2 separate regions of the Mus musculus genome follow, and region 2 is linked to region 1. A link is a contact called in public HiChIP or PLAC-seq data. All regions are on one chromosome and are shown on one strand. Each heading gives the region's core, a stretch centred on a gene start, on an enhancer-like site or on the middle of the called end of the contact. The rest is flanking DNA. Distances are from core to core; before and after follow the strand shown. Region 1 holds the start of Pttg1 (pituitary tumor-transforming gene 1). Region 2 has its middle 19 kb from the start of Ttc1.

Region 1 (2,944 bases), core at 274-2,773:
TGAGAAAAATCAACAAGATAGATAAACTCTTAGCCAGACTAACCCGAGGGCACAGAGACGGTATCCAAATTAATAAAACCAGAAATGAAAAGAGACATAACAATGAAATATATCTTAAAATAATTATTCCGTTTATTGAATATTAACAGCTAAAAATATTAAACTCATGTTCTACAAACAAACAAAAAGAAGGAGAAGAAGAAGAAGAAAGCAAGCAAGCTTTCTTGATCTACCACTCACCAGTCACACATCAGCATCTCCTGTGGCTCCATAGAGCTGAGGACTTTACAAGCTGTCACAACCTTTGTAGAAAGGGTCTGTCCAGCAGGAGGGGGTGGGGTGGGGTGGGTGAAATTCCTAGTACAAGTATCCCAGTATCAATCATGGAACTTTAGAATGTTTTCAGGAACACACAAAGGAGACTAAGGAACTTTTATGTTAATTAAATATAATCACACACATAGCAGAAAGTGTGCAGGGGGAGGCTCCAATGTTATTATTAACAATGCTTATTTCAATGGGAAGTCCTGGGCTCTTGAATAATCTCCATTCTTTGTCTTCAAACCTGCCAAATTTCCACAAGTTCTAAAAATAAGCAGAGATTAACTACTACTTAAGAGGCAAAGGCAGGCAGATGTCTTAAGTTCCAGGCCATCCTGGTCTACATAGTGATTCCCAGGACAGCCAGGGTCTTCTTCAAGATCAGTAAGTGCTTGTAACTGCCCAGGAATCTCTCCAGTCTTGGATAGGTTTTGGTGGGGGCCGATCCAAGACCCAAACCATCTTCTCAGTAGATTAGTGCCTCTGACTTTGACTTGAAGATTTAAGGTCTGGATTAAACCTCTTGGCTTCTTCAGTTAAGTTTTTATGTACATGTTGGTCTCTTCTACTACTTATTCCTTTTTAGTCTTCTCCAAACTCCAGTATCTACTGCGCAGGCCTGTTCCCCTAGAGATTACACTCTGGCTACTCTGATCTGAGCTCTGAGGCAGGAGAATCTTGAGTCAGAAGCAGGCCTGGGCTAGTGAGTTTCCGAAAAGCCTGAACTGGGTAGTAAGAGACTTTTTCAAAGAAGCCAAAACCATAAAAGTGAGCCTGGAGCAGTGGCACAGCCACTAATCTAGTCCTTGGAAGACCGGAAGCAGTCTCAGGAGTTAAAAGTGATTGTCATTCACCATCCATTGCACAGTTCAAGGACAGTCTGAGTCCTGTGAAAACCTGTTTCCAAAAAAAAAAAAAAAAAAAAAAAAAAAGCCCTTCAAATTTAAAGGGACAAGACGTTTATTGGGTGAGTACCTTCTCGCAGGTCCATGTCGTGGCAAACAAAAAGCCTCTCACAGGAGTTTTGGACAATGTACGATTCTAGTTTGTTTGTTTGTTTTTTTTTTTTTTTGGTTTTGTTTAGTTTTGTTTTCCTTAATACTTTGGAGACAGACGCGAGAGCTGGGCGGTGGCTGAAAACTTCCGTTGCTCCCATTGGTTCTCAGGCTGTAGGCCCCACCTCCTCTCGGAGGGACCAATTGAGTTACAGTTTAAACTGCGGTGTGCCGGGTCGTTGGTGGCGCAGTCTTCGGTGAGTTTAGCTGTGAGCTCGTCGTGGGTGAGGGCGTCTTGGGCGAGCTTGGGGTGGCGGGGAGGGCAGACCCGGGACTGGAGGTTGAAGCAGGGTCGGGACGTGTGCTTCACTCGGCCCCGCGTCCCGAGGCGCTCTTGTCGTGCTCGACCCACAGCAACGCTGTTTTTACTTTTCTTCTTCCCTCCCCACTTCAGGATCTCAAGCAGCCCTGGCTGGTCTTGAACTTGTTATGTAGCAGGAGGCCAAATTTGAGCATCCTCTTGGCTTCTCTTTATAGCAGAGATTGTAGGCTGGAGACAGTTTTGATGGGTGCCAACATAAACTGATTTCTGTAAGAGTTGAGTGTTTTATGACCCTGGCGTGCAGATTTAGGATCTGGATTAAGCCTGTTGACTTCTCCAGCTACTTATAAATTTTTGTGCATAGGTGCCCTGGGTAAAGCTTGGTCTCTGTTACTGCGTAGTTTTTCCAGCCGTCCTCAATGCCAATATCCTAATATTCAGGTCTCTCCCTTAGAGTAATCCAGAATGGCTACTCTTATCTTTGTTGATAAGGATAATGAAGAACCCGGCCGCCGTTTGGCATCTAAGGATGGGTTGAAGCTGGGCACTGGTGGTAAGTATTTCCTGCCTTGAGATACACAGGTGTTGTGAATGGTCCCAGCCTACAGTTCCCAATGTAACCTAGGGGGGCCTTGAACTTCTGATCCTTTGACTCCACCTGCCCAGTGCAGTGATTACAGGCATGGGCCACCTTGCCTGGCTTATGCACTGCCGGGAATGGAACTTGGAGCTTTTCAAATGCTACTAAGTCACGTGTCCAGGCGCTCTGCTTAAATCGGTTTTTTGAGACATAGCTTTAACTGGCCTGGGATTTGCTATGCAGATCAGGCTGGCCTTGAACTCAGGAGATCCACTTACCCCTGACTCCTAAATTCTGGGATTAAAGGCGTGCGCCATGGTGCCTATGTTCATACTTATTGTCTTAATGAGGTTATTTAGAGTGCTAAGTAACTGCCCCAAATGAGGCACAGGTTTGTGTGTAAGAATTGAGTTAAGTTGTATGGCCTAATCTTTAAGAGCAATACATTTATTACCTTTATTTGTGTATGTGTGGGGTCACACGCATGCCGTGGTGTGCCTGTGGAGGTCAGAGGACAACCTGTGGAAATTGGTTTTCCTTATACTGTGTGGGTTCTGGGGACTGAATTCAGGTTGTCTGGTTTAGCCGAAAGCTCCTTTATTTACCCACTGAGTCTGTGATTTTTTTTTTTTTTTAATGATTATCCCTTTTTCAACAGTCAAGGCCTTAGATGGGAAATTGCAGGTTTCAACGCCTCGAGTCGGCAAAGTGTTCAATGCTCCAGCC
Region 2 (2,944 bases), core at 168-2,667, 340 kb before region 1:
CGGACTTATCCCACCTCCCATTCCTCCCGACTGGGTTAGGAAATGGAAGACCCGGGCATCTGGTCTGCACATCCTTCTTCTTGAGGCACAGTTGATCATGAGCCAGAATCTTTTCTTTTTCCCCACCAGAAACAGGGCATTACACTTTAGCACAAGTGGACCTGGAACTCACCCAAGTTAGCCTTGAACGCCAAGGTGATCCTCCTGCCTCTGCCTCTCCCTGGTGCTGAAATCACAGGCAGGCTGCTGAGAAGCAATGCGCTAGAGTAGTGTTTCTCAACCTTTCTCAGGCTGGAATCCCTTAATACAGTTTTTTGCTTTATGATGAGCCCAAGCATAAAATTACTTTCGTTGCTACTTCATAACTGTAATCTTGCTGCTGGTATGAATCGTGATGTAAATATCTGATACGCAGGATAGGATATCTGGATATGTAACCGCTGTGAAAACGTTAGTCAAACTCTCGAGACGGGTCGCGACCCACGGGTTGAGAACCCTTGCTGCAAAGCATCATTGCTTTAGGAGCTGGGCTAATTTATGACCCCATGAAAACAACTGGCTTTTAGAAACCCTGATCCCCCTACAAAACACTGTTTTGCCTGCACACCAGACACCTTCATCCTTATTCGGAGGGATATACATGTCAACCAATTGAGTAACCTTACAATGCCTACTGCCTTCTGGGACTCACTTTCCCCAGTACTAAGTTCGAGGGGTCTCTTCTTCTCTGCCCAGGCTGAGCGTCTCTCTGCTTTTCAGGCTCTAACTTCTACCCTCCTGCTTGGATGAGCCAAGGATAGCAGCTGAGAAAACAAGCCCTACGCGTCTTCAGTCAAGCTTCTCTTAGTTTACCTGTACCACACTGCCCACAATAAGGAAGAAGTCTAGTGTGCAGGGGAAAGACCGCTCTATAAGAAGGTTAAAAAAAAAAAAAAAAAACAGAGTTGTTTGGATGCTTTTCGTTTGGTTTTATTTTATTTGAATTTGCCAGTACAGAGAATTGAACCTAGCCCTCACTCACGTAAGCTAGACAAGAGTTTACCACTGAACTACATCTCCAGCTTTCGTTCCTTTTAAATGACGCAGGAAGGTTTCGGTTTCCTCCTTTGCATGTGGAAGTATTTGCAGTCAGGTTTCTGTGGTTTGTGCTTACTGCCAAGAGCTCTGCTCGCACACCGCATCCAAGCACCCTGAGGGACGCGCATCTCTCCACCGCTACGCCGCATCTACAGCTCAACGCTAGGAAGGAATACAGAGGGGGGCCCCCCGGGGCTGCTCCTAGCCACCTGCAATCTGGCGTCCTTCCTCCACGCACACTTGGAAGCTGTTTCTCGGACGAGGTGGTGAGAGGCACTGCGCCACGCCCCCTCGCGCGCCACCGCGTTCTTAGAGTGCAACCTGCCCGGCGTTCAGGCAGGCGGGCGCGCCATCTGCTGTCCAATACGAGTAAGCAACGCGAATGAAACGTTGCTCTGCAATTCAGCTTGGATCTTCTCTGCAGCTCTTCCCTTGACTCTCAGTTGGGGAAATGTTCTGGAATCCTAGGTTAAGGGTACTTAACTTGGGATCTGTGTGTTAGCTTCAACAAGTCTAGGAACCCTCCAAATACTACTCAGAGTGGGATATTTTTCTGGAAAAGAGGTAGTTTTCCTGAGTCTGACTAATAATGCTATGAATTGTAGATACACACACACACATACACACACACACACACAAAGTCTCTTGAGCAATATTGCCAGGGTATCTGGCAGATGCATATTCAACTTTCCAGATTTTGCCTGGCTGTTTCTAATATTGCCTGGCCACTTTGCTTTCCTGCCAACGAGGCATAAGACAGCCAGTTACTCTGCTTCCTCACCAGCTCCGAGAGCATTAGTCGGCTTTAATTGTAGTCATTCTAACAGGTTGGTGGTACTCTTCCTGTGGCTTGAATTTGCATTTCCCTAATGACTAGTACCGTCAAATGTCTTATCTGCTTATTTGCCCTCCATACATTTTTTGATGGTGTGTTCAAGTCTGCTCATTTTTAATAGATATTTTCATCTTAGCAAGATATATTATTTCAAGCTGAGATGTTAGGTTTCCTTATTTCTGGAACTGGAGAAATATTTCAGCTGTTGGGAGCACTTGCTGCTCTTTCAGACAACCTAGATTCAATTCCAAGCATTCATGTCTGACAACCTCTCTTGGCCTCTACAAGTACCCAAACTCAAGTGCACACATCCAATCATTTTTTAAAGATTTCTTTTTATTTCCATAACATGCAACTCCTTTTATGTATATGTTCTTTTCTCTTAGTTGATACCGTGTATTTGAATTCCTTAATTATGTCCTTTAAAATGCAGGAATATTTAATTCTGACAAAGTGTAATTTATTAATACCTTTATTTTTGGCTGATACTTTTTATTTGCACATAAGTGCTTTTAATTTAAAAAGAAAACAGAACTTTTCCTTTTAGCATCCATCAATGGAGCATCAGCTGCCAAGATGTTTGATCCTTTTGGGACTTCTAATTGAAGCAAAAACTACGTAAGGCATTTCAATACATTTTCTCACATTCAGAGGAAGATCGTGTCTTTCCCCCTCTTTCCAAAGTGCTGAGATAGAAGCATCAGGTTCAGTCTGTGTGCCTTCCAAAGGATGGTGAAGTTCAGGTTGTACGTGGACATTAAAAAGGTCAGAAGCTTGGCAGTGGTCCAACTGTGCAGGAAGAAAGATATTCACATTGATTGTTGAATTGAGAAAATGCTAACTCTCCGTGTGTGGGTCAACCCCACCCCAATAAGGTGCACATCACTAAAGCTGGAGGCATAGGTACACATGAGCGAGATGCCCAGGGGGCCAGAGGAGGATTTTGGCTTCCTTATAATTCTCATATCTGAGAGGCTGAGATGTCTGGGTTACCACAAATTTATGGCCAACCTGGAGTATAAGTGAACTCTA

What was found. HiChIP or PLAC-seq counts read pairs in DNA pulled down with a chosen protein or histone mark.
Region 2: a FOXA1 HiChIP or PLAC-seq map of pancreatic cancer cells shows a contact between it and region 1. The contact joins the enhancer-like site here to the promoter of Pttg1 in region 1. A contact is called at or near these places in 3 of 39 promoter capture datasets (embryonic stem cells and stem cell-derived epiblast-like cells), 3 of 484 Hi-C or Micro-C datasets (CD4 T cells, the N1E-115 cell line and embryonic stem cells), 10 of 115 datasets of contacts at active chromatin or transcription factors (embryonic stem cells, epiblast stem cells, neural tube and 1 more) and 2 of 9 other capture datasets (adipose tissue and liver).

Annotation. Positions count from the first base shown.
Region 1 is chr11:43,424,830-43,427,773 of GRCm38.p6, reverse strand. It overlaps Pttg1 (pituitary tumor-transforming gene 1), which reads left to right and starts at 1,523. Exons shown (of 6, transcript NM_001131054.2): 1 at 1,523-1,573; 2 at 2,093-2,191; 3 at 2,877-2,944. The coding sequence starts at 2,104.
Region 2 is chr11:43,765,489-43,768,432 of GRCm38.p6, reverse strand. No RefSeq gene overlaps it. Among named protein-coding and RNA genes, the nearest start is that of Ttc1, 19 kb to the right of the region's middle. Within about 2 kb of position 1,417, at least 88 of the 459 cell types and tissues checked have an H3K27ac peak or open chromatin away from gene starts, as enhancers often do. A contact at or near this core is called in pancreatic cancer cells, where this site is marked.